2 separate regions of the Canis lupus genome follow, and region 2 is linked to region 1. A link is a contact called in public Hi-C data. All regions are on one chromosome and are shown on one strand. The core of a region is the stretch at or near the end of the contact, and the rest is flanking DNA. Distances in the headings are between cores, read along the strand shown.

Region 1 (2,700 bases), core at 69-2,568:
CGAGATCCTGGGCCCGCTCCGCTTTTCCTTGGCAGCCTGGGTTTCCACGCAGAGTGAGGTGTCCTGGACCTGCCCCCAGATCTGCCCGAACCGGGGCGTCAGCCGCTTTAGCCTAACTGGGCGCTGGGGGGGGGGGGGTCCGCCCCATCCCCGGGGGGAGCCCCGTGGCCAAGGCATTTCCCAGGCTTTTTAGGGTGTGGAACCGGCGGGCGAACCCGCGTGAGCGTCCTCGGTGCCCAGCCCCGCCCGCCCCAGCCCCCGGCCGCGGCCCACCGCGAGCTAACGCAGGGCGCGGCGCCCCCAGCGGCCGGGGAGGGAAGGGGCGTAGAGGGCGCGCCCCAGCCAGCCGCTAGCTGCGCCCCGACTCCTGGAGGGCTGCGGAAGGCCGGGCCGAGGGGCGGCAGGACGCGGTGGCGGGAAGTCGCCTCCAGGCCTGCGCTGCCCTCCCGCCGGCCCTCCCGGCCTCCCAGCCGGCTCCCCCGCCCGGGACGCTCCGCGCCACTCCGCGCCTTTGGCCCAGGCTCAAGGTCTTGTGATGTGATTAGCAAAGCCAGCGCCTTGTCCTCAGACACTCGGCCCGGCCCGGCAGGCCTCGGCGCTGAAGCCCTGTTTACTGCAGCCTGGGCGGGGAGGGGGCGGAGAATCGGGCCCAGGCTCCTCCGGGCGAGACTGCCGCGGCGGCCGCCCGCGTGGCCGCTCCCGCCCCCGCCCCCACCCCCACCCCCACCGCGCCTCCACGTGCACTCGGGATGGAGCCGCCACCCACCGGACGCACGCCCTGGGCCCCCGCCCCCCGACCGGAGCACCCTTTGCAAGCCAGCCGGGCCGCGCGGACGGTTGCAATATTCTTGCATTTTGCAATTCCCGCGCCCGGTATAAAAACCCAGAGTGGGAGATAAAAGCTCCGCAATTTTGCCTAGCAGGATCGGGCGGGGACAGACACGTCCAGGGCTGCAGAACCGCGGCCACGTTAAACGTGCAGGGGATTTCCAACAGCGCGGCCCCGGCGGAGGGGGCCCTTATCTTCCCGCCGCCACCCAGCAGCACCCATCAGGGACGAGCTCTCCACGCCGCCGCGGGCGCCCCGGCAGCCCGCCCCGCCCCGAGGCCTCCCGCCCCCTCCCCCCCAGGAAAAAAAAATTGGCGGCGGCCAATGGGAGGCCACGGAGGCGCTTGACGTCCGCGAGCCGGCGGGCGGCGTTGCCTGGAGACCCCGGCGGGGTCAGCGTTCTGTCCCCTCCCCCGGCACGCCCGCCCCGCCGCTGCCGCGCTCCCGGGCTCTATATAGGGCGCGCGCTCGCGGGCCGCGGAGTTCCAGCAGTCCGCGAGCTGTCGTCGGCTCCGCGCGGGGGGGGGGCGGGCCGGGCACCCCGGGGCGCGGAGGAGCGCTCCCTGCTTCTCTCTCCTTTCCCCCCACCCCGCACTCCCGGGCAGCCCCGAGAACGGTCCGCGCCGCTCCCCCGTCCCTGCCGTCGCGTCCCCCGGCAAACTTTCGGTCCCTCCCCCGCCCCTCACCCGTTATTCGTCGTGGCTCGAGCCCGGCCGCGCCGCCCCGAGGGCTCCTCCGGACCTCCCCGCCCGCAGCTCCGACCATTACGGGATCCAGAAACATGTCGACCACACTTCTGTCCGCCTTCTACGATATCGACTTCTTGTGCAAGGTACGCGAGGGCGCACGGAGGCGGGAGGAGGGCGGGCGGGCGTTCGGACGGTGCCTCTGCGCTCGGCTTCGGGGCAGCCCTCCCCGCCTTGACTTTGGGGCCGGGAGGAGTTGCCGGAGGCCGCTGCAGCGTGTGCTCGTGCCGTGTGGGCGGGGGAGGACGCGGAGGAAGGGCAGAGCGAGCCGCCGCCGCCGCCGCCGCCGCCGCTGGCCTCCTCCGGCGCCGACCGCGGCCACGCTGCCCGGGGCTTCCCGGACGGGCTCTGCGCCGCCCAGGCCGGCGGCCCGCGGGCTGAGGATCCCAGGTCGAAACCGAGCGTGGCTCGGGGTGGGAGTCGGCCCCTCCCCGCGCGAACTTGGCTTTTTTTTTTTTTTTTTTTTTTTTTTGTCTTACCTTTGCGCGTGTACGGGTGGAGGGTGGGGGCCGAGTCGAAAGCCCTGCAGAAAGGAAGAAGACTCCGGAGTCCTGAAGTTCCTCCGCGGCTCGCCCCGACTCTCCCCTCCCTGTCCATATTTCATCCCGTCCTCGCCCCCCTCCTTTTGGCAGACGGAGAAATCCCTGGCCAACCTCAACCTGAACATGCTGGACAAGAAGGCGGTGGGGACGCCCGTGGCCGCCGCCCCGAGCTCGGGCTTCACGCCGGGCTTTCTCCGACGGCACTCGGCCAGCAACCTGCACGCGCTCGCCCACCCCGCGCCCAGCGCCGGCAGCTGCTCGCCCAAGTTCCCGGGCGCGGCTAACGGCGGCAGCTGCGGCGGCGGGGCGGCGGGCGGCCCGGCCTCCTACGGCACCCTCAAGGAGCCGTCGGGGGGCGGCGGCACCGCCCTGCTCAACAAGGAGAACAAGTTTCGGGACCGCTCGTTCAGCGAGAACGGCGAGCGCAGCCAGCACCTCTTGCACCTGCAGCAGCAGCAGCAGCAGAAGGGGGGCGGCGGCGGCGGCGGCGGCGGCTCCCAGATCAACTCGACCCGCTACAAGACTGAGCTGTGCCGGCCCTTCGAGGAGAGCGGCACGTGCAAGTACGGCGAGAAGTGCCAGT
Region 2 (2,700 bases), core at 39-2,538, 65 kb before region 1:
CAGTCATATTAGAGCTTGAGCCCCCACTTAGCCTTTTGAGGCAAACTTCTTTTTGTAACAATTTGATGTGTAATGTGAATAGTCCATATTTTTAAATCCTGGATTATTGCAAGTTTATAAGATTTTGCAATTTCAAGTAAGTGTTTTTATTACCATAATCTTTCACATTTCTATTACATATATGATAGTTTTTTCTAGAAGTCAGTAGTGTTCACCAAGTTATGAGATACTTAAATTTCAGCAAGACCTTTGATGAAGTCTATCCTGATGTTCTTGCAGATGAAATTCTAGGCACAGAATGATCAAGGTAGGAGGATTTATAACTGATCATGAGTCGGTAAGAGTTTGGAGTGGGCAGGTCAGGGGAACGGTGGGGGTGGGCAGGGAGCTGCCTCTGACACTCACTGATGTCCTCTGTCCTCCAACTGGCCCAGTTCACAGTTTCAGTAATTATTTGATTGCAGGCATTTATGACATGCTTGTCACACTGAGGTTTACACAACTTCTGTTGGATGATGGATGTGTTCTGTGGAGCATATCTGGGTTTGGGGACATACCCAAGACCCCTCCCCCAGTCAGTTGCCAGTGTCACCTGTTTTACTCTCTCACTACTTTCTCAAATCCATCTTCTCCCTATCCCTTCCTTACTTCAGAGCCTCATCATTTCTCCCCTAGACTACTGCCTGACTTTGTTGCTTGTAGTAATCCATCAGTGGCATTCCCTAGCCTCCAGAAGAATGCCCAGGCTCCTTCACATGGCCTAGGAGGTTCTGAATGTCCTGGCCACCATACTTCTCTGGACTCGTCTCCTACTATTCCCCACCTCGAACTCCATGCTGTAATGATATCAGACTGCCTGTAGTTCCCCACACCGTCCATTCTGGTTCATTCCTATGGTCCTTTGCTCTGCCTTTGGTGGCTCCAACACATTCTCCCTTCCCTTCCCCTTGAAGACTCAGATTATCATTTACACCACAGTATTGGAATTACCTGGTCATTCCTTTCTCACTCTCAAACTAGACTATAAACTCCTCAAGCAGTGTTCTTATTTTACTTAGTGCCCTTCACGCAGTAAGTAGGCAATAAGTGTTTTTTGATCAGAAGTAAAAATACAAAAAGATCTTGGCAACCTAAAAGGGAGACCATAAAACTTAAGAGATAAACTATACCAGTGGTTCTACTTGGGCTTAAAACAAACAAACAAAAAAAAACAGGTCCCAATCTAAGTACTGAGTGCAAGGTGGGAGAAAGATGACTCACCACCTTCAGTAGACCATGTAAAAAAAGAAAGGCTGTGGTTTTAGTTAACTTTAAGGTCCGTGAGTCAACAGTGTGATGCAACTACTATAACCTAGTGTCAGAACAGGGAAAGTCATCGTCCTGTGGTCATACCACATGGGAGAGTCATGTCCATTCTATGGCGTCAGACTTTGAGAGAGGTAGAGCACGTCCAAAGGAGGGCAGCTAGAAGAGTGAGAGAAGACGAACCCCACCATATGGGGAGTAGTTGAAGGAAGTAGGGGTGTCTCCTCTGGGGAAGACAGGGGCTCTGATGCCTGAAGGGCTCATGGAGAACCTCAAAATGCCAAATTAGGCCAGTGAGTAGAAAGTCTCAAAAGAACTCAGTGACACTTGGATCTACTAACAGTGCAATAGTCTGTCTTATGAGCTCTGAGTCACTGTAGGAGTGGATCAGGAGCCTCCGAGGAAAGGTGCTGCAGAGGAATCTGAGCCCCTAAAGGAAGTTTGGACTAGATGTGCTTTTATCCTGCTCAACTCTGAGGCTTAATAATTCAGGAGGTCCCTGAGTCCATAATACTGAATATTGGGAAGGGGTGCCAGGAGCACATTCTCTGATCCAGGAGCCTTTTGTCCCTCTGGGGGAGACATTATGAATTACCCAAACAGAAATTGCTTCTGGGCAAAGGTAATAAGTGACTAGCCCACTTAGGTTCAGACTTGTGGCTCATGTCTTCAGACTTCTGAACATAGATGGGCTAGTCACTTATTACATCATTCCTGTGAAATCTATCCAAGAATGGCGCCTGGTAGTCCACCCCGTGTACTCAGAGCCTTGCATTCTCCATTATCCTTTTGTGGAACTTTGAATAAAGTGATTACCTCTTTTCCTTTACTTTTTTGTTTTCTTTTTTAGCTGTGGAGTGTCTTGGCTTCTGGGAGGATGTCAGAAGGATCATCTCAGGATCAGAGCTGATAACGGGATTCACCTATACCTTCACGGTGCCAGGCCTGCCCCAGTACCTCCAGAGTCTCACCAAACTAGCCATCACCACAGCGGCAGTGGCGGCCCAGGCTGGAGAGCAGGCAGGGAACATTCCCATATCCTTCTCTCAGCTGTTGGAGTCTTCCTTCCCTGAAGTGCGCCTGCTGACATTAGAAGCCCTGCTGGAAAGGTTCTCAACAGCAGCCTTGGGATTAGGAGAGAAGGGGCTGCCACCTTTGCAGCGGAATATGGGGGAGACATTCTTGATGTTGGCTGTGAAGGAAAATCACCCGGAATGCTTCTGCAAGGTAAAGTCTCTGGCGTACTGACCGTCCCCTTCACCATAACAAGATCACCTAGACAGGATTGGGTTGGGCTTCTCCAGGAGCAATAGGAAGAAGGTACAACATCCAGTGGGCAAGAATGCTCTTCATATAGTGTTTGTCATGGCCTCATGCATGGAAGGGCACTAAAAA

The links. Hi-C and Micro-C count contacts between places; a contact is called where the count stands out from the background.
Region 2: a contact with region 1 is called in a Hi-C map of blood, with 1.7 times the contacts expected there. The contact joins the enhancer-like site here to the promoter of ZFP36L2 in region 1. A contact is called at or near these places in 2 of 9 Hi-C or Micro-C datasets (both in blood).

The regions. Positions count from the first base shown.
Region 1 is chr10:46,808,785-46,811,484 of UU_Cfam_GSD_1.0, reverse strand. It overlaps ZFP36L2 (mRNA decay activator protein ZFP36L2), which reads left to right and starts at 1,318. Exons shown (of 2, transcript XM_038551155.1): 1 at 1,318-1,661; 2 at 2,208-2,700. The coding sequence starts at 1,611. LOC106559410 (a long non-coding RNA gene) reads right to left here and starts at 1,787. Exons shown (of 5, transcript XR_005365810.1): 1 at 1,516-1,787.
Region 2 is chr10:46,873,854-46,876,553 of UU_Cfam_GSD_1.0, reverse strand. THADA (THADA armadillo repeat containing) reads left to right here. Exons shown (of 38, transcript NM_001109959.1): 32 at 2,156-2,532. Among named protein-coding and RNA genes, the nearest start is that of ZFP36L2, 65 kb to the right of the region's middle. Within about 2 kb of position 1,288, at least 3 of the 20 cell types and tissues checked have an H3K27ac peak or open chromatin away from gene starts, as enhancers often do. A contact at or near this core is called in blood, where this site is marked.